Regions from separate parts of the Mus musculus genome. Here all the other regions are linked to region 1. Evidence: chromatin contacts called from public HiChIP or PLAC-seq data. All regions are on one chromosome and are shown on one strand. The core of a region is the stretch at or near the end of the contact, and the rest is flanking DNA. Distances in the headings are between cores, read along the strand shown.

Evidence for each region. HiChIP or PLAC-seq counts read pairs in DNA pulled down with a chosen protein or histone mark.
Region 2: an HNF4G HiChIP or PLAC-seq map of pancreatic cancer cells shows a contact between it and region 1. The contact joins the promoter of Rapgefl1 here to the promoter of Erbb2 in region 1. A contact is called at or near these places in 1 of 39 promoter capture datasets (liver) and 1 of 115 datasets of contacts at active chromatin or transcription factors (pancreatic cancer cells).
Region 3: an HNF4G HiChIP or PLAC-seq map of pancreatic cancer cells shows a contact between it and region 1. The contact joins the promoter of Rpl19 here to the promoter of Erbb2 in region 1. A contact is called at or near these places in 2 of 115 datasets of contacts at active chromatin or transcription factors (memory CD8 T cells and pancreatic cancer cells).
Region 4: a contact with region 1 is called in an H3K27ac HiChIP or PLAC-seq map of extraembryonic endoderm stem cells, with 3 times the contacts expected there. The contact joins the promoter of Msl1 here to the promoter of Erbb2 in region 1. A contact is called at or near these places in 1 of 15 datasets of contacts at CTCF or cohesin (the NIH/3T3 cell line), 1 of 484 Hi-C or Micro-C datasets (embryonic stem cells) and 4 of 115 datasets of contacts at active chromatin or transcription factors (epiblast stem cells, extraembryonic endoderm stem cells, pancreatic cancer cells and 1 more).
Region 5: a contact with region 1 is called in a FOXA1 HiChIP or PLAC-seq map of pancreatic cancer cells. The contact joins the promoter of Thra here to the promoter of Erbb2 in region 1. A contact is called at or near these places in 3 of 115 datasets of contacts at active chromatin or transcription factors (extraembryonic endoderm stem cells, microglia and pancreatic cancer cells).
Region 6: a contact with region 1 is called in a FOXA1 HiChIP or PLAC-seq map of pancreatic cancer cells. The contact joins the promoter of Psmd3 here to the promoter of Erbb2 in region 1. A contact is called at or near these places in 1 of 39 promoter capture datasets (neural stem cells), 4 of 115 datasets of contacts at active chromatin or transcription factors (the NIH/3T3 cell line, large pre-B cells, memory CD8 T cells and 1 more) and 1 of 9 other capture datasets (adipose tissue).

The regions. Positions count from the first base shown.
Region 1 is chr11:98,410,744-98,413,940 of GRCm38.p6, reverse strand. It overlaps Erbb2 (erb-b2 receptor tyrosine kinase 2), which reads right to left and starts at 1,457. Exons shown (of 27, transcript NM_001003817.1): 1 at 1,206-1,457. The coding sequence starts at 1,278.
Region 2 is chr11:98,835,244-98,838,440 of GRCm38.p6, reverse strand. Rapgefl1 (Rap guanine nucleotide exchange factor (GEF)-like 1) reads right to left here and starts at 1,656. Exons shown (of 15, transcript NM_001080925.1): 1 at 768-1,656. The coding sequence starts at 1,287.
Region 3 is chr11:98,025,298-98,028,494 of GRCm38.p6, reverse strand. Rpl19 (ribosomal protein L19) reads right to left here and starts at 1,571. Exons shown (of 6, transcript NM_009078.2): 1 at 1,505-1,571; 2 at 566-672; 3 at 27-149. The coding sequence starts at 1,509.
Region 4 is chr11:98,794,015-98,797,211 of GRCm38.p6, reverse strand. Msl1 (male specific lethal 1) reads right to left here and starts at 1,696. Exons shown (of 9, transcript NM_028722.3): 1 at 608-1,696. The coding sequence starts at 1,381.
Region 5 is chr11:98,740,221-98,743,417 of GRCm38.p6, reverse strand. Thra (thyroid hormone receptor alpha) reads right to left here and starts at 1,633. Exons shown (of 10, transcript NM_001313983.1): 1 at 1,412-1,633.
Region 6 is chr11:98,680,890-98,684,086 of GRCm38.p6, reverse strand. Psmd3 (proteasome (prosome, macropain) 26S subunit, non-ATPase, 3) reads right to left here and starts at 1,533. Exons shown (of 12, transcript NM_009439.1): 1 at 1,150-1,533. The coding sequence starts at 1,357.

The DNA.
Region 1 (3,197 bases), core at 208-2,707:
AATGTTTCCACTGTGGAGTTGTTCTTAGTACTGTAGAAGGAATGCATGCAAGCCACCACCCACGGAGCCTGGCAGAGCTGACCCACACGGGGTGACTGTCAGCTTTTACGCTCATGGTAGAACTGGACATATGGGTCAGTATACACACTGCTGGGTCACCCTCCCAGCCCCCAACACGAAGATAAAGGCAAGAAAACAACCCAGCTCTCTGTCTACCCCTAGCTGACCTTACTCCTTTTCGGTGCCCTCCCCCCGCCCCCAAATGCCCAGGAACCCTTTCCAGTTTATTGTATGGAAGCCGGGAAAACACAAGACCACCCTTCAAGATCCGAGCCTTCCCGGAATCCCAAAGCACACAGTACTTAAGCTGGCTCTAAGGAAATTTGTTCAAAACAGGGCTGTGGAGTGTGCAGCACTGTGATAGAGGGCTTGCCTAACACGGGCGAGACTGGGATGGAGGGTAGGGGTGTTCCATCCCCAGCACAGAAGAGAGAGAGAGAGAGAGAGAGAGAGAGAGAGAGAGAGAGAGAGAGAGAGAGAGAGAGAGAGAATGAGAGAGAACTGTTGCAAACAAATGCCTGCCCCTCCTCCTGCTCCCCCATATCCCAGACACTATCGATAGGCAACTCAACTGCGGAGCCGCCACTCGGTCCTCCCTGCTCGACAGGATGGGTTACTTTCCCCACCGCCCCCTCCACGGCGACCCCACTGGAAGCTGGAGTAACTTACTAAACCCAAAGGGCCAGAGGGGGTGGGAAGGGGGAGGGGAGGGGCAGAGGGGACCCCGAAGGCATCCTGCCCAGTCCGGTCCGGAGGCGGAGGCTGCCAACTGGAAGAGCTCTGAGAAAGCGTGAGGGGGGCTCGAAAGGGGGGAAGCAGGCGCACGCACGCACAGCGCTTCACACACCCTCCGGAGGAAAACTTTCCGACTAGTTTCAGAGAACTTTCCCAAGGAGTTCCCGGAGTCTCCTGGAGCCCGGGAGGCTCCGGTGTAGCGAGAAGGGGCCGGTCCGGACCTCCAGTGTGGTTCTCCGAGTGACTGTCCCATCCCCAACTGCTCCGATCTCCTCCGGGCCGCGGCGCCGGTAGCCGGAATCGTCCCAACGTCCCGGACCGCCCGGCCGTGGAGCTCTCGGGGCCCCGCGGCTCCGGCCGCCCGTGGGCGCAGCCGTAGCGGCCCGAGCCCTCCCCAAGCCAAGACCCACCTTGGGTACCCGCGGCTCCGGGGGACAGGAGGGCGAGGAGGAACCCCCAACGGCACCAGGCCGCCAGCTCCATGATGATCACTGCGGCTCCGGCCCCATGGCTCAGGCTGGACCAGGCTGCGGGCGCGGGGCGCGGCGAGGGCAGGCACAGGCGCGGCGCCGGAAGGGGCCGCCTGGGAAGGGGCGCTCCTGGGCTCCGGGTCCCCAGCGGCGGGCAATCTCAGCTCCACAACTTCACGCCGCACTTCCTCGAGCAGCCCTCCTCCTCCGCCTCCTCCGCCGCCGGTGATTGGGAGCCGCGCGCTCCCGGCTCGCCCCCCCACCCCTCCAACTGCATTCCAGCAAGACTGGGAGTGGCTGCTCCCAGCTTCACTTTCTCCCTCCCGGCGCAGGCCTGGGTGCGTCGCGCCCTGTGCCCTGACGCCTCGCTTGCTTGCTTGCAGTTCTCACCCACTTCCTAAAAGCAGGGCATCTCTTTACCCCTCTTTGCAGTCTTGGGTGGGTTTTATCTTGGATACTCTTGGAACGTTTGCATCACACTCTTAATACCAGATAAATGGTTTGTCGCCACATCCTCAGGTAAAATCAGCCTGGGAAGGGAATGTGTTATGTCTAACTGGTGACTTCCAAGACTCTCTGGGATATCAATTCTGTCCTTTTGGGTATCTCCTGCCTGATCTTAAAGGAACCCACAGAACTAGGAGAAGCGAGTCACATCGGGAGCCCTCTGTTCATCCTTGGAAGAACAGCTTCTCCTGTTTCTTTCTCTTTTTAAGACTTATTTTTATTTCAAATTATGTGTGGTCATATATGGGTTTTGGGGGGTGTCACATAAGTGCTGTTGCCCACAGAGGTCAGAAGAGGAAGTGGGAATCCCCCAGAGCTGGAGTTACAGGGTGCCGCCCACCCACTTTGGTGCTGGAAACAGAACTTGGGTCCTCTGCAAGAGCAGCACAGGCTCTCAACTGCTTAGCCATCTCTCCAACCCCATGCCCACTTCGTTCTGACTTTACCCAGTTCTCAGTTTCATTCATCGTCCTCTCTCTCCCTGTCCTTTTCGCCTGCCAGTTTACCCCTGAAGTACCTAGATATCACTCCTGAAGCCTGGTAACAGGTGAGAAAGGAAACAAAGGTATGCCTTTGGTTGGAAACTCCAAGAACACATTGCAAGAGACATGTTTACCAGGATGAATTGCCCGTCGTTTATCTGAAATTCAAATTGAACTTCATTACGTCCTTCTTCTTTATCTGCTACATCTGATGATGGTACTTGGAATGTTCCAGTAAAGAACACACCTGTGCTGGTCAAGATGCAATCAGAGGCATCTTTGGGGGAGAGAAATGAAGGGTGGCCCTCTCTTAATCTACTTTCATTGAACTGAAACTCAGTTTCAGGCAGACACTTCCACGCTAGGGGCCAAAGAACATGGGACTCTGGTATCTAGAAGACCTGAGTTCGTATCTTCCCTCTATCACATTCTGGCAGTGAGACCTTAGGCAAGTGACTGACGATCTCTGGGTCTTGTTTTACAAATCTGTAAGACTGTGTGTGCTAGGGGCTAAAGGAGAAGACACTCTAGAAGCACTCAGCAGTGTAGTGCTTGACACATAATAACTGCTCAGTAAATGATCCCAGATTTAGCCATTCTGGGGCAGATGGGGTGTTTGTGGGGATCAATTTGAGGTACTCAAAGAGAAAGAATACAACATTATAAATCACACCACCACACCCAGAAGTAGAACAAGAGGGCTGAGCCTGTGTTTTGGTGATAATGTATTTGCCTAGCATTGGGGCAGGGAAGAGGGGACAGGAAGGAATTTGAATAGAGAGAAAAAAATGTATGTGCATCATATGTAATAAGAATCACATGTGGTGACATATATATATATGTATATATTATGTATGCATCTATAATATATAATATTATATAATATACATATTAGGTGATGATATCCAATGATTTACTCATTGATCATTGTCAGGAATGTTCA
Region 2 (3,197 bases), core at 407-2,906, 420 kb before region 1:
CTGGGTTTAGTGGAGTGCCTAGTTAGATCTAAAGACCCTGATATCTCTACATCTATTCCAACTAGCGATGTGGGGGCCTACGTTCCTCAGAAGCCCTTTAATAGGGTGCTGGCATTCTCATAGTGGGTGAAATGGCATCATCTCAGGCTTCTCAGGGTGTGGTTATTATTTTTTTAAAAAAGGCCCTCTGCTGAGGCATGGCATGGGAAGGGTGGGTGCTACGGAGGCCCAAAGCCTTCTGGATGCTGCAGTCTCCTGGTATCTTCCCTTAGAGACCTTCGAATTCATCCCCAATAAAAGCAGCCGAGTTCTGTGACTATCCACATGGCCCCACCAAGTGAGGCGCTCCTACACAGCCAGGGACTCCTGTCAGCGGTTTTCAGGCCTCAGCTATGGTCTGGAGGGCAGCGTACAACCTCAGCGGGAAAGCGTCCACCTTAGGGTGTCAGGCCCTAATTTAGGGGCGTGGGAGGAGGTAGGCAGTATCAAGGGCTCGTGGGAGACTGGCTTAAATAGCCGAGAGAGAGGGAGGGTAGTTGAAGGAGAGAGATGGTTTCCCTTCTTCCCCTAGAATGAAGCTAATGTGGGGAGGAAGGTGGGTGCGCATTACCATGCCCCTTCCCCTACATTACTTCGGGCTTCCCCTCATCCTCTACACCAACACTGAGGACAAGAAAAAACAATCAGGGAGCATCCCCCGGGCCAATCCCTCACCTCCCACCCCCAACCCCGTGCTCTCTTGCTCTGGGATGGATGAGCAGGCTTACCTGAGGCGCTGCTGTCCCTGGTGGTCCCTCCAGCCAGGCGCTCCAGAACCCGGTTCAGAAGATGCTCTGGCCGCTCGGGGGCGCCCAGGGGGGCCCAGGGTGGTGAAGCCAGGGGTTCGCCGGGGGATAGCTCATCTGAGGAGTACGAGGAAGGAGAGCGCAGGGGCACCCCAGATCCTATCGGCCCAGGCCCGGGAACCTCCTCTAGCTGCAGCCAACAGGGCCCCCCACTGCCCGGCTCCTCAGAGACCCCTAATGGCTCTCCCCCTTCCTCCTCAACGGGCGGCTCCAGCCCGGGCTCGGTTGGGGGCTCTCGGAGGAAAGCTGGGAGCAGCAGGCGAGACACGCTCTGACGCCGCTGCAGTGGCCGCAGTCCCCCGGCCGGACCGCCGCCCCCACCAGGGCCCCCACCCCCTCCAGGCCCTCCGCAGCAACCCGGACCCCCGCCGGGACCTCCAGTCACCGCTCGCCCCGCCAGCTGAGACGTCTGCTTCTTCAAAAATTTCTCCAGTGGCTTCATGCCCCCCCCCCCGCCCCTCTCTTAGGGGCCGCCGGGGGACCCAGGTGTCCCAGGCGCGGGCGGGGGGAGGCGGGGACACGATGCTCAGAGCCGGGGGAGCAGAGCCGAGGGCCGTGCCAGGCGTCGGACTGCGAGCGAGAGGTGGCCGAGCCTCGCTGGCCAGAGTCCAGTGGCCAGTGGCCGGGGGAGGTGCCAGAGGGAAGAGGAGCTCGCTCTCAGCGGCCCCCCATGCCGGCTGCGGCCGAAGGGTTGGCAGGCTGAGGGGCTGGTGTCCCCGTCTCAGCGCTCCGGGGCCGGGCTGAGGCGACAGAGGCAGCGGGCGGAGCGCAAGGCTGAGGACGCGGCGGCGGCTGCGCTCCTGGCCCCGGGGAAGGTGGCAGAATTGAGACCGCGCCCCCTCCTCCAGTCCCCGCCCCTACCCTGCTTAGGCCCGCCCCCGCCCGGCCGCGCGAGGCTTGAACTTGGGCTCTGGCGCTGACCGCGAGGAAAATTAGGACTTGGGTTTCTGACAGTCGCAGAAGGGCAAAGGCGAGGGAGAGATCTACCAAAGCAGAGGACTCCTGGCTCTTGATTACCGGGTCTCTTTTGAGCATTTCAAATAACCAGGGCATATGTTTGACCTTGGCACGCCTACCTGTGCACAGGTGAGGCTTATAAAGACTGCTGAACTCTTTGCATCTTTCCCACAATTTTATTTGGTCATTATCTTCCACCTGTTGAGAAGGGCTGGGACGGCGTCTTGGGTAAACTGGTATTGGCACTGGGGGCGGTACCCATATTCCTTTCTGATAGGGTTTAGGGGGTGGTGCAGGGCCGCCCTGTAAGGCAAGTACTGGCAAGTAGGAAAGAGCCAGGCAGAGGCCAGCAGGTTGTGGCAGGTCTAATTGGGGTGAAAAGAGATAGTAGACTGAAAGAGACGACCAAAAGCACAAGGGCATCTTAGCCCAGGTGGTAGCGAAGGGAAGCAAGACTGAAGAGATGTGTAAGTCCCCAAACTGCCAACTATCATCCATCACCTAGCACATTAGTGTATATAGCCATAGAATGGGAGAAATATTGCCCTTACTCCTGGTGGCTACGCCAGAGCATTCTGTCTCCCAGGGTACACTCCACTAGGATGGGGCTGTAGAGACAGTGTGAACACATCCAGGCTTGGTATACATGGTGAAGGAGTGGCACCGGGTTCCTGGTGGGCTGGTGTTCCTTGGGCAAAGTCCCACCCCTGTTTACTGTGCCTCAGCAAGGCATGGATGGACAGGAATGCTAAGAGCTGGGAGTGGTGAAACTGACAGGGTGTGTACTACACTTGTGTTGCTGTCGGTGCAAACTCAGTTCCATGTGTGCTAGAGCATGTGTTCACAGAAATAAAGCTCTGCACACCCATCTGGGGATTTGGAGAGGGAACAAAAAAAAAAAAAAAAAGAAAAAGAAAAAGAAAAAGAAAAAAAAAAGCTCCGATTTTGCTATGAAGCTGGATCTGAGCATTGGTTTCCTGGACAGCCTTAATTGGACACTCGGCCTCTCTTAAGGTTGGAAGTAGGAACTGGCCAGAGTGGCTTAGAGCTCCCCAGGTAACCTTTTAGGAACCAAGAAGAGGGGAGGGCTTCTCTTCTGCACATGCCACAGTTACCAGATTAAGCCGGTTGCCTTGGTAACCTCTTCTCTGGGCAGGATTTGGGATTGTCGGTTAGGAAGGGTGAAAAATTGGGGAGTGTGAAGGGTGTGGGAGCTGGAAATAAAAAGGGACCGAGAGACTTCTAGAAACTAAATGCTTGGGGAATCGGACTCTAGACCCTTCCAGTTACAGAAAGTGGCAGTCACTACATTCAAGACCTTGAATCAGAAGCAAAGGAAGCATTAATTTGTGGTCCTCCTGGAGCAGCAGTGGCTTCCGTTCTGGCTACACACTG
Region 3 (3,197 bases), core at 322-2,821, 390 kb after region 1:
AGAGTGAAAGGCTAGACCATTCTCACCTATGCCCATATGCCTGCCCTTCCGTCGGGCCAGGGTGTTTTTCCGGCAACGAGCCCGGGAATGGACAGTCACAGGCTTGCGGATGATCAGCCCATCCTTGATCAGCTTCCTGATCTGCTGACCTGGGAAGGCACAACACACCCGTTAGTAAAGTGCCAGCCACAAAAGTCAAGCTCTTACCCTTGACCCAACATCCTGAAAAGGAGATGAAATCCTGGAATACTTATTTTAAAAAGAACATTTACCTCGTAAATATTTCATAGCATATTGGTGTATCTGAAATGCAGTTTAACAAAGTACTTGGTCTGATACTAACAAGGCTTGCTTCTGTCTTGAAACCTCATCCAACATCCTCCAGTCTTTAAATATCAAAAACTTCCACGGGACATAAAATACTCACTTTACTCATAAATTATTAATGTAACACGAGATGGTTGCACCCTATAAACTATTTCTATATACAATGATATATGTATAAGACATACATACTTATCTCCTTATAGGTAGATAGTGAGTGAGGGTGACAGATCATACTCACGGGAGTTGGCATTGGCGATTTCATTGGTCTCATTGGGATCCAACCAGACCTTCTTTTTCCCGCAGCGGAGGACACTAGAGGCAAGCCTCTTCTGTAGCCTGAGCATACTGGGTACACAGAAAGCACTAGTAAGCCCTGGAAGCGACATCTGAACAACAACAAACACTCCAAGCAAAATCTTCCCTCTAAAATATACACCAGTATGCATACATTTCTATTAAGGGCAAACACACCCCCTAGACCTAAAATTTTTGCCACCCCTTCCTGTCCTCTAATAACTATTTCCAAAGCAAGGCCTTAAATCCAAACCAAGAAAGACCTGGGCAATGAACGTGGCCAAAGTGGCCAGCCATTTGAGATCTGGGGTGGGGGGAAGGGGTGCTTAAGCTCTTCCGGGTACTTGGCTCGGTGAAGACTTTAATGTTAAGGATCAGACACGAATTGATCAGACTCGACTGTGACGCAGCCTGTTTACCCAGAACAGGCGAGGCTCTTTGCTTTCTGGGCTCTTTTTCACGTTAATAAACCTCGTCCAGCCGTTCGGGCGGAAGCCGACCCGGCACCTCATCCTCCGCACTCGGAGGCCTGGCCTTGCCCGAGACTTGTCCCACGTTACATGGTAGGGGTCTGTTGGGCTCCGGCGAGCCGAGGAGCCACTCAGGGCCCTGTCGCCGCTGCTCTCCCCGCGCCCTGCCTCACAACGCGTGACAGGCAGAGAGCGGCGCCCGCGGGAGATCTTCGGGCCTCGGCGTCCCGCGTTCCACCCTCCCTAGGCCCAGGCCGTGCGCGCTCTCCGCGCTCCGGGTGCGGCCGCACCACGCTCGCCTCCCCTCTCCCCTCTGCCATCCGGGGTCCCGGCCCCGATCCCTGCCAAGCCTTGCCGGCCCCGTCGGCCCCGTCGACCTCATCGGCCAAGAACCGAGAGCCGGGCCCGCTCACCTCATGGCTGCGGCCGCAGCAGCGAAAGGAAAGAGCTTGTGGGCCGCAGGCTCCGCCCATTATCTGCGAAGGGGAGAGCCCAAGCCCCACTCCATGATTGTCTGTATTTACGCTACGCTATTTCACCTTATTTCATCTCACACTAATTTGTTTTCTTCCTAAAAAATCGTGATCCTAGATACTGGAGATCGAGAATCAGTTTTAAACTGTAAAACACAAAAGACCTACCCCTTTCGTCGGGCAAAATGGTTCAGTCCGACTCCGCGGCGCACATGCGCAGTGAGGGCGTTTGGTCACGTGGTCCTCTGGGTAGCCGGAAGTCACGCTAAGTCGCGCAGGCGGCGTGAGGAGGGTTTGGCCTGGACGGCCTGGTCTTCGCGGAGGGCTAGCGGTCTGTGAAAGGTTTCTAGATTAGCTGGGAGAAAAGGAGCGAAGGGAGTGTTAGAGAATAAGGACGGCGGAGAGCCAGCGGACACTACCCCGCTTTCGCTCCCAGAGAGTAGTAGCTCGCGCGCAGGCAAAAACCAAGAGATTTTTCTCAGTGCCCCCGCAGATCCCTATCTCTGGATGCTTCCATTTCAATCTCCATTGTAGTCTGAACCTAAGCCTCGTATTTCTGTCATCCACTTGTGAAAATCATATGCATCTACTATTACAAAAAAGGCGTTAGCACAAGCAAGCGGAACCAATCTCGTTTGGCTCAATCTGCACTGTAGCAAGTCCGTGTGAGGAGACCCTACATTGACTAAACGAAGGGTTGTCAGAACAAAAAAGGACGAATGGCTTTGGAGACCTCTGACTGAAAACCCAAAGAGAATGTTCTGGGGGCCAAAAGTTCAAATATCTGGAGCTCCGGAGCGGAGCAGCTGGCTTACTCCCTTAATCCTGTCAGGAAATGATATGGACCCAAATTTAAGGTGGTCCAGGCAATCTGGGCTACAGAATAAGACCCCAGTACTTGGGAGGCAGAAGGATCAGAATTTCAAGGCCACCCTTAGCGACATATGGAGTTCAAGGCCAGCCCGGATATTGGGAGCCCCGATTAAAAAACAAACCCAAAAACCAGGGAGTGGGACTAGAGATGGCACAGGCTTGTGCGTTTGCAATGGATTGCAGTTGGATTCCCAACATCCATATCTGCCTGTAAACATTCAGAACTGTCAGTAACTCCTTGCTACCTGGTGCCCTGTGCCAGTCTCATGCGCTGGCACAGTGAGGTAGAGCAGATATGATGGCATGCATGGATATGCACATAAATAAAAATAACCCTGTTTTTTAAAAGTCCTAGACCCAAGCTGGGTATTGTAGTATGTACCAGCACTCAGGAGGCAAAGGCAGGTGGATCTCTGTGAGTTTGAGAACAGCCTGGTCTAGATCAGGGTTCTGGTCCTCTTGCTTACTTGAATCAAGAGTCTTTCTTTTTCTCTGCTTGTTTTTGAGACAAGGTCCTGTTATGTAGCCTAGGATGGCCTCAACTCTATCTTCCTGCCTCTACCTTCTCTCCAGTGCTTGAATTGCACTTACAGGTCTGCGTCTCTGTGCTTGGTTGCTATCTTCTTTGAATTTTCTAAGCAGTAAAATGAGCTGAGAGTTAAAAGGAAAGAGCCAGGGTAAGAAACATACTTATGCACTATCTCAGAAATAGTCAACTTTTAAAAAAATCTTCATTTTGGCCAGGCAGTGGTGGTGGTGC
Region 4 (3,197 bases), core at 447-2,946, 380 kb before region 1:
GTGGTCAGCGGGTAGTGTTTTATAACTCAGATTTTCTACTAGAAACTCTCTGAAATCAAAGGCAGTGATTCTCATTTAGGAGAGCTAAAACAGGATTCCACGTACACCATCTTTACCCTCTACCGACCAAAAGACCTATGACAACCCTCCTGTCTAAAGATGCAACAGCGGTGGTTACGGCAACAGCTGTTATAGCCTCCTCTCCAATGCACAGCTAAGGCAACAGCGCTTGAATACAACCCCTGCCATACAGCCACATCTGCACCCCACCCTATCATTTTTAACCCCTCGTAAATCAGGTCTTTCCCACTCTAAACGTCTTTCCCACAAGTGTGGGGCTGTCGTTTTAAATTAACCCTTTGGCAACCGAAGCCTCCCATAACACCCCCCACCACACACACACAGGTTGCCCTTTAACCCTTCCTTCCGACCCAACGTGTCAGTGATGCCAGGCTCCTAACGACCCAACATCTAAGGCACTCTTTAGCTGGTGGCCAACTTCCTCTAACCCTAACCGAGCGGGGACCTCTGCCTCCTACAGCCCCCTTCCCCCGAGCATGCGCAGAGCTCGCTCTCCATCCCTAATGCAGATTAACCCCTCCCGTACCGTATCTCTCTCGGACTTCAGCTCCTCTATCTCCTTCTCCTTGGCCTGCAACTGCTGCTGCTGCTGTTCGATGAGGTCCAATTGCAGCAGAAGGATCTGTTTGAGGCAGGCGGCCTGACTGGAGGCTCCCGAGCCGCCGCCACCCCCGAGAGGGCTCTTCCTTATACTCTTCCATCTGCCCTCACTGGCCGCCAGGGTCCCAGCAGTGGCGGTGGGCGCGAGGGGTGGTGGCCCGGGCAGAGGTAGTGGTGGGGGTCCCGCCGGGTCCGAGGCGGTGGCAGCTGGGGGAGCCGCCCCACCCTTGTCCCCAGCCCAGGGCGTAGGCTCTTTGGCCGCCGCCACCACGATAGAGCCCGTCTGAATGGGCAGCACCGCCTGATACTTGGGCCGGGGGCTGCAGCCAGCGCCGGCTGCGACTGGCTCCCCGCCGATGCCGGCTTGTTTAGTAGCTGGGGGCGGACAGGGCAAGGGCACCGAACCGCCCCAGCTCTCTTCCTGCTGCCCGGGGGCCGCCCCGGCTGGGAGTAACAAGCCCCGGCCCTTGCCGCCGCCGCAGCCGGCTGGAGAGGGCGAGGGGCTCCCGCCCTGGGAAGAGGCCAGCGGGGGCCCCGGCTCCTTGAGCTTACGATGCCGGGGGAGGAAATGGGCTTCGGCCGCCCCGGACTCGTCCTCGGGCCCGCCCAGCGCCGCAGCCCGCTCGTAGTCCAGTCGCTGCTCGGGGTTGCCGCCGGCAGGGGCCGCGGCCGCCTTGAACACTGCGGATCTCATGGTCATAGTGGTCCGGAGCAGCGCGGGGGACCGAGACGGAGGAGGGGGTGGGGAAGGGGCGAGGTGCGGGGGGTCGAGGACGGAGGAGGGGGAGGGGAGTTTGGCGGGCTCGGCTCAGCAGAGCAGCCGCAGGCCTCCGCTAACGCGGCTTCTCCGAGGCCCGGGCGCCATCCCGCCGGCGAGCGGAGAAGTGGAGGCCGCAGCTGAGGCCCGCCGCCGACCCATGGTGGCCTCGCCGCCGCCTCTGCTGCCGCCACCGTCGCCTTCGCCGCAGAGGCAGGAGCTCGCACCCAGCCGCCCCCGAGCTCATCCCCGGAGCTCGCTTCGGCCCCCCCTGCCCGGCCGGGCCCGCCTCGTCTCCCCACCCCGCACCCCCCCTTCCCCGCCCCGGCCCCCCGCCCCGGAGCTCGCCTCAGCCGCCCCGAGCCTCCATTTCCCCCCCCTTGCTCCTCCTCGGGAGGGGGTGGGAGGGACGGGTCCGCCCAGAGCCCTCCTACTCCGGGAGGGGGGGTCTGCCGCCTCCCCCGGGGGTTCTCCGCGCCGCCGGGTCCCCCTCCCCCACAGTCACCCCCGACTCCTCGGCGTTTCCCTTTAAAAAAAACGGAGCCGCCGCAGCCGCCGCCACCGCCGACCGGAGCGCGCATGCGCCGAGAGGGCAGCGGGCGGGAGCGAACCGGGAGCGGAGAGGAGGGAGGCGGGTAGCGCTATTGTGAAAGGGGCCGCGGCTACCGCTGCCGCCGCGAGGGGGAGGGGACCGAGGCGCGGGGGCCCACGAGGGGAGGTCGGGGACGAGGGCGAGGACGCAGGAGCGGGCGAAGGTGGGCTGCCGAGGCAGGGGCGGGCTGGGGAGGGAAGAAGGGCGAGGGCGGCCGCTGGTGGTTGGGGAATGCGGAGGATCCCCGGCAAAACCAAGTGCGAGAGAATGGGGTTGGGGAGGAAGGAAGGAGGTAGATGCTCCCGCCCCTCGCGGACGCCTACCGACCGCTCTGCTGAGCCGGCCTTCGTCGGATAGCCCTTCCCTGGCGACCTGGCTACGCGCCTGGCCCACACCGGAGCCCCGCGCGCCTTCGGGACCGGCCCCGACCCAGGCTCCCTTGGAGCCTGCGGCTGTTTCATGGAGTAGAAGTCAAGCTTCCACCCTCTAGGCTCCCTGGCGGTCCCACATGGGTTGGGGAAAGAAGTGAAGTTCTTTGTCTCTAAGGGATCCAGCACAGAAATGGAGGGACCTCTGGTTCCCAGAAGCAGCAAAATCCATGATGTCTGCTGCCCAGGGAGTTGTAAGCACAACCTTGGGGTGAAGTACTGCCAACTACCGACAGTTGTTTCCCAAGCAGCCATGTCTCCAGCCTTCTTAAGCTGTAGCTACTCCTAGCATCTTCTGGAAAAAGATTCAAGAAATCTATGGAGAGATGTATGCCGGTGTTAGGACTAAGTGTTCTTTAGGGCCTTCTATTGGAGCACTTCCCAATTCTCCAGGTTCATAGTGTCTGTGTGCCTTAATTTTCCAAGCAACTTTAGCCACTAAGTCCTCATAGTTCCCTATGGAAAAAACATGTACATAGTTGTAAATTAATTGGTTGCTTATCTGTCTGAAGTGCACTTCTAAAATTTTTTTATAGGAGATAGGTATAGTGGTCTACACCTTTAACCCCAGCCCTTGTGAGGCAAAGACAGGAGAATGTGTGAGTTCGGGGCCATCTTGGTTCACATAGCAAGTTCCAGGACAGGGCTACATATACCTTGTCTAAATAAATAAATAAATGTCTCAATGCGAGCAAGCAGATCTTGTCTCTATAAATAAATAAACGATAAGTTGTACAGA
Region 5 (3,197 bases), core at 384-2,883, 330 kb before region 1:
GACTGGACACATGTGAACATGTGTGTGTTTCTGAATGACAGGGTCTTTTATGATTGTGCGACTGTGTCCAATTGCTGTGTGTGTGCATGTGTGCATGCATGCATTCGATAGTGACTTTCTCGGTGTGGGTGACAATGACTCCTTCTTACCCCTGTGTGACAGCATCTCCCTGTGATCCTATGCGTGGGTATGTGCATAGGCCGTCTCTCCGCCCTGCTCTTGGTCTCCCGTGGGTGTGTCCCACCCTTTGAGCTCCACTCTGCAGTGGAGGCCTGCCTCTTCCCTTGTCCCCATGTGGGTGTGTCCAGCAGCTCCTGTCCTTGAATCTGCCTGGATGTCCCCGAGTGAGCATGTAGCTGTCTGTGTAGGCATATCTGTTGTCTGCATGTCACCTTTGCCTCCCCCTTCATCTTGGACAATGGCCCCCTTCATCCCCTCCCCCTCCTGGGTCCAGAGCCAGCATTCAGGGGCAGGCCTCCCGTCTCCCTGGCTTTCCTTCTGTGTGCTCCCCCCTCCAGTCCCTAAAATGGGTGGCTCTCTTCATTGCCTCTGACATCTTCCCAGGCCTTCTTTTCACACTGGACAAGGGAGGGCCCAAGATAGAAAAGGGGCACCAGAGACACGTTGCAAGGGAGGGAAACGGGGAGCATGCACGCGCGCGCGCGCGGACACACACACACACACACACACACACACACACACACACACAGAACACGGGTCCATTTCTTCCTCTCTTCCCCAACCACAGGCCAACAATTCTCCTAATCATCTAGGGACCATCAAGTACACCCCCACTACTACAAGCTCACACTCCCCCCACCCCACCCCACCCGCCGCGTTTTTGCAATTAGGAGTGTTGCAACCAGAAAGCCATGCTCAACTGGAGAGGTGGGGAGGGGAGGGGGGCTTCTCTCTCCTCCAGCCCATGCAAGCCCCTCCACCCTGCCGCACCCACATTGCCCTTCCTAGCTAGAGACAGCTTTGCAAAGGCCATTCGGTCTCTTTGGCTGGGGGGGTGGGGGGACACGACAAGCTTCTGGCACACCGTAAACAAACCGCGGCGGGGCGGGCGGGGGAGCCTCGGCAGGCAGCGGGGCCCAACCCGGGAATGCGCAGCAGACCGGCCGGACAGAGGCCGGGGCGGGCCCTCGAAGGGGAGGCCCAGACGCCATCTCCCTGGGCGAACCCCGGGGCCCACCGACCACTTAACAGCACCTTCTTTCCCCAGGGCGTAAGTGGCTAGCTCTCGGGCTGTGACAGGGTCACCCGGGCGCCGGAAAAGACTGAGGTCGGCGGCGGGAACCCCCTGGGCGCCCCCAGCCCGCCTCCAAGCTGGCCAGAGACCCGCGGCTTTGCATAATCAATCGCGATGCATTTGCATATTAATGCCCCCTTGCTCCCTCCTCCTTACCTCGGCTTGGCGCGCTGGTCCGAGCTGAGCAACGACGCGGGGGTCTCAGCGCCCCGTGCCGGGGGCGTCCATGGGGGGCCGGTGGGGCCCGGGCCGCCCGCCTCCAGCGCCGGGGTGTGAGTGCGAGTGAGCGCGGGGGGGCGGGGGGCGAGTGTGGCGGCCCCGCGGCTCCTCCGGCAGAGGCGGCGGCCGCTCTGGCTCCTCCCTCCCCCGCCCCGCTCCGGCTGGGGCTCCAGCTCCGCGCGCCCGGCCGGCTCGCGGCTGCTCCCTGCAGGCCGCCTCGCAGTCGCCGGTCCCCGCCCCTCGCCCCCCGCCGCTCCCCAGCTCCTGGCCGGCCGCCCCGCAGCCCCTCTACCGCCTTGGCCCCTACCAGGCTCAGACTCGCCCACCTCACCCCCGCCCCCCCTACGGCTCCATCCAGGAGCGACGGTCGGTGACACGTTTTGAGAAAGATGTCATTTTCAAATAAAATAGCTTTCATTTGCGAGGAGAATTGGGGGAGGGGGGTTCTGGTTTGCACCCTGGGGTAGGGGGAGAAGGACCGAGGAGATCACTGCACCTTATAAATCCGGGAGGAAGTCCAGATACCAAACGCTAAGGGTAGTTTCAGAGTTCGGGTCCCTTCTTTGCGAACAACTCCCTGTGTGACCTTGAACACATTACAGCATCCAGGGTAAGAGCACAAAATCCAAAGGTTGGACAGGTTACTTCTGAAATCCTCCTAACTTCAACCATCCTATTTCTAGCCGTTTTGGAGGCTCGTTCCACATTGTGCCTCCTCTCTCGTTTCTAACATTAATGCTGAATCCACTGTCTCCTCTTGCAAACGTCTCTGTTCTCCATGGAAGCTCTTTCTAGTCACTGCCCACCAGCCATTCCCCAACAATATACTCCTATACTAAGCTTGGGGAATGGGGGTGGACAAGACTCGCTACAGCCCCTTATCTCCCAGCTTCTCAGAGGTGATATTTCCTCTCCTGTGTATACCATCAAAATCCAAATGGTTCAAGGGCCAATCTAAGCAACAGAGTGGCTGCAAATAGGTGGACTCCTTTTCTCAAAGGAGAGGTCTCCATGCCAGTTCCGGACCCTTGCGCGCGCACGCGCGCGCACGTGCGCCAACCACACACACAAAACACACAACACACACACACACACACACATACACACACACACCTGCATTCGTGGACATAAAACCCTGCCAGTGACGCCAGAGCCCCTTTCATCTTGGGATCTACTACCGCCAGGCAGAGGTCTAATTACCCTAGCACCCCCCTCTGGCCCCGCCGGTTCCCCCGCTATCATTAGCCCAGTTTTACCAGCGGGGGCCATAGCCTTCCCACGGCTCCCAGGGCGGAGCCCTGCCTCCACAGCCTGCTCTTGGGGAGGAGCCAGAGAGTGTGTCTGGGGAGCTGCTCTTCTAACCGTTCAGTTCATACTGGATAGAATCGTTTGCTGAGTGGGTTGCTGACCAACAGTCTCTCCAAGTTGGGCTGCCCTTGCACATCTTAGTTCCAGCCACCTACATCCTGAGCCAATGGACTCACTTCTCTTACAAGGGGTTTTAAGGGTTTACAAGGGATGAGGAGAAGGGAGAATGCCTCTCGTGGGGCTCCCGATAGGGAAGGGACAGGAAGCTGGATGAGGGAGGAACGAAGTGGAAGCCTACGGTTACTGGGGATGGCAAGGGGGACTGAAGGACACACACAATGGTTGAAAGAAGCCTGCACTGTACAGCGGCAGCTGCAGTGGGGAAATTGAGGCTCCAGTGTGCAGAGTCAGCAAA
Region 6 (3,197 bases), core at 284-2,783, 270 kb before region 1:
AAGTGATTTCAATTATGGAGCAGTTTGAAAATACACGAGGAAATATGTCAACTCTGGTTAAAAGTTTCTCCCTGTTGCTTTAAAATGCTCACATGTTCCAGAATTTCTACAGTGAATACAAACCATGAAATATTTCACGATGCTGAGTGACATTTCTGCCACTGGAAACTTTTATTTCAGGAAAGAAGACCTTTACTGTATACAGATCTTGTTACCAAGTTTAGAATGGGAGTTGATGCAGTCTATACATACTTACACTCAAAAGTACAACTCAGGGCATGACTTGGCCTATCACCATGTTTTAAAGTAGTTTCTCGTGCAGTTGAGACACACACACACACACACACACACACACACACACACAGAGAGAAAAAACTACAGATCACCCGGAAAAGTCTCATCGCGCGCACATGGACAAGATATACTAAGTGGAAAAAGTAAAAGAGCAACTTAAGCGGGACAAGGGGACAATAGGAGCCTGAGAACGGGTCTCTGGTGTTGGCTTATAGGAGTCGGGGCCACAGGTAGGCATTATAAACTAAAAGAGAAAGAAGGCAGGGGTGGGGGGGGAGGGGGTCTGATTCAGAAGTAAAAGCGTGCGTGTGCTTGAACTCTTTAGGAAAGGAGGGGTAAGGTCCTTAAGAGAGTGGAAAAGTGCACCGGGACTTTTAGTTTAGATGCTTCAACTACAGAAGGAAGGCAGAAGGTAGAAATGGCTCTCCGAGGGAGTTTGCTAAAGGAGCCTAGAGCTACAGAACCCATTTTTATAAACTCTTAAACTAAGAGGCTAGTGTAATCTGTTACCCTGGTTTCTCTAGACACAAATACAAATGCTACTTTCTACATAGCAATAACAGGCGCTAGAATCGGTCGGATGGAGTAGATCACTGGGAAGGACTGAAGAAAAGGCTCGGTGAGACTAAGATGCAACCCCAGAGGAGGAGAGCAGTCCGCAGACTGGAGAACAGGTTCGGTCATCGGCTGGGGTCGAGGGAGTCAGGGTGGTTGGGCGGGCACTTCTGACCCCAGCTCCATTGACCGAAGGAACCAAGGTAGGTGGAGGCTACGCAGAGGTCCCAGCAAGAAGTCGCATCACCCTGGCCGCTGTCACCGGTGATCGCGGCACGACCCCGACGTGGGCTCCCGTACCTTCTAAGGTGACAGTGTCCAGCTCTCTCTGGGAGTGCTCGGTCGCAGCTGCCTTGCCGTCTCCCTCCCCCGTGGAGCCGCTCCCAGCTGCTGCCTCCTCTTTCATCTCCACATCCTGGGGGGCCGGTGGCGGCGGTTCTTGTTCCCCTCCCGGCGGCGGCTTTGCCTTGTCGGCGCCTCGGCGCCGCGCCGAGCCCTCCTGCTTCATGGCGCCCGGGGTCGAGGCCTAGTCCGGGGACCGAAGCAGGGGCCTCGCGTAAACCCTCACACCAGAGACCAGGCACAGAGCCGGGCCTGCACACCAGCGCGGGCTCGCGTCGGGCCGCACGATGACCGAGCAGCTGCAAACTCCTTCCCGGCGCTGGGGCTTCTGGGAAATGCCAGGCATGGCGAGCAGATGGCCGAGTCCAGGGAGGGAAAATAAATCAACAGCCGAGGTGCACGATGAAGGCGGATCTTCTAGGAAGTGGGAGGAGTCTTCAAGAAACGATGAAGGCGGACCTTCTAGGAACTGGGAGGAGTCTGCAGGAATTTGTGGGACCTGAGAGTGGTGATTTTATCTTCCTCTCTAGTGTACATCTTTGGATGTCCGCGAGAGGTCACTTTAGACTCCAAGCTGGGCTACAACAGACTCTAACATGTAAGTGGGTAGGACCTATCGGAGCTCAGATGGGGATGACATCATGAGTTGCCGGGCAGATTCCTCTCCACCCCCCTAACCCCCGCCCCGGTCAAGCTCTCCCAGTTTGCGCGGGTCAGGTCCCCAATGAAATCCGCCAGGCTCGTGCTCTCAACGCCCGCCAGATGCTTCCAGCACCAGAAAGAAAAGGAGCTTGTGGACGTGTAGCTAGGCTGTTTGGCTTTCGATAAACTGAGCTCAACCCCCAGGGCATCCGAACTTCCTTGTCAAATTTTTGTATAATGCTGAGTATAAGGCATACCTTCTCTGCAGCCTGGGAATGTGGGGGTCGTGTGTATTTGTGTAGAATTAGTCAAATTTAATAATAGGAGTCCACGTTGTATACTGCTCAGGGCCAGTATATATAAGATTGTTGAAAAACCCAACATGCCCAGCGTGGTGGTGCATGCCTTTTATCCCAGCACTCAGGAAGCAGAGACGGGTGGGTTTCTGTGAGTTCGAGGCTCAGCATGGTTTACAGAGTGAGTTCCGGGACCACCAGGGCTACACGGAGAAACCCTTTCCCGAAAAAGTAAACAAACAAACAAACACCAGCTCAAGAATGTAATGTAGGGCTAGGTGTGGTACATAATTTTAATCTCAGTGGTACACAACTTTAATCTCAGCACTAGGGAGATCTTTGAGTTCAAGGCCAGCCTGGTCTACATAGCAAGCTCCAGGACAGCGGGAACTACACAAAAAGACCCTGTCTCCAAAAAAAGAAAAAAAAAAGAAAGTAATGTTGAGGGGGTGGTGAGATGGCTCAAGTGAGTAAAGGTGCTTGCCAAGTATGAAGACACGAGTTTGATCCCTGGGTCCCATGGTAGAAGGAGAGAACTGAGTCTCACGCTTTTCTCTGACCTCCATAAGCATGCTGAGGCTCGAGTTCCCCTCCCCCATAAATAAATGCTTTTTTTTTTTTTTTAAAGGTTTTTCTGTATTGCCCTGGATGTCTGGGAACTCACTCTGCTTCCCAAATGCTGGAATTACAAGCATTTGCCACCACTACTAAGCATAAATGCTTTTTTTTTTAATTAGATATTTTCTTCACTTACATTTCAAATGCTATCTCCAAAGCCCCCTATATCCTTCCCCCTTCCTGCTCCCCAACCCACCCACCACAGCTTCCTGGCCCTGGCATTCCTCTGTACTGGGGCATATGATCTTTGCAATATCAAGGGGCCTCTCCTCCTATTGATGGCCAAGTAGGCCATCCTCTGCTACATATTCAACTAGAGACACAAGCTGGGGGGTGGGGGTACTGGTTAGTTCATATCGTTGTTCCACCTATAGGGTTGCAGACCCCTTTCGCTCCTTGGGTACTTTCTCTAGCTCCTTCATTAGGGGCCCTGTGTTCCATCCAATAGCT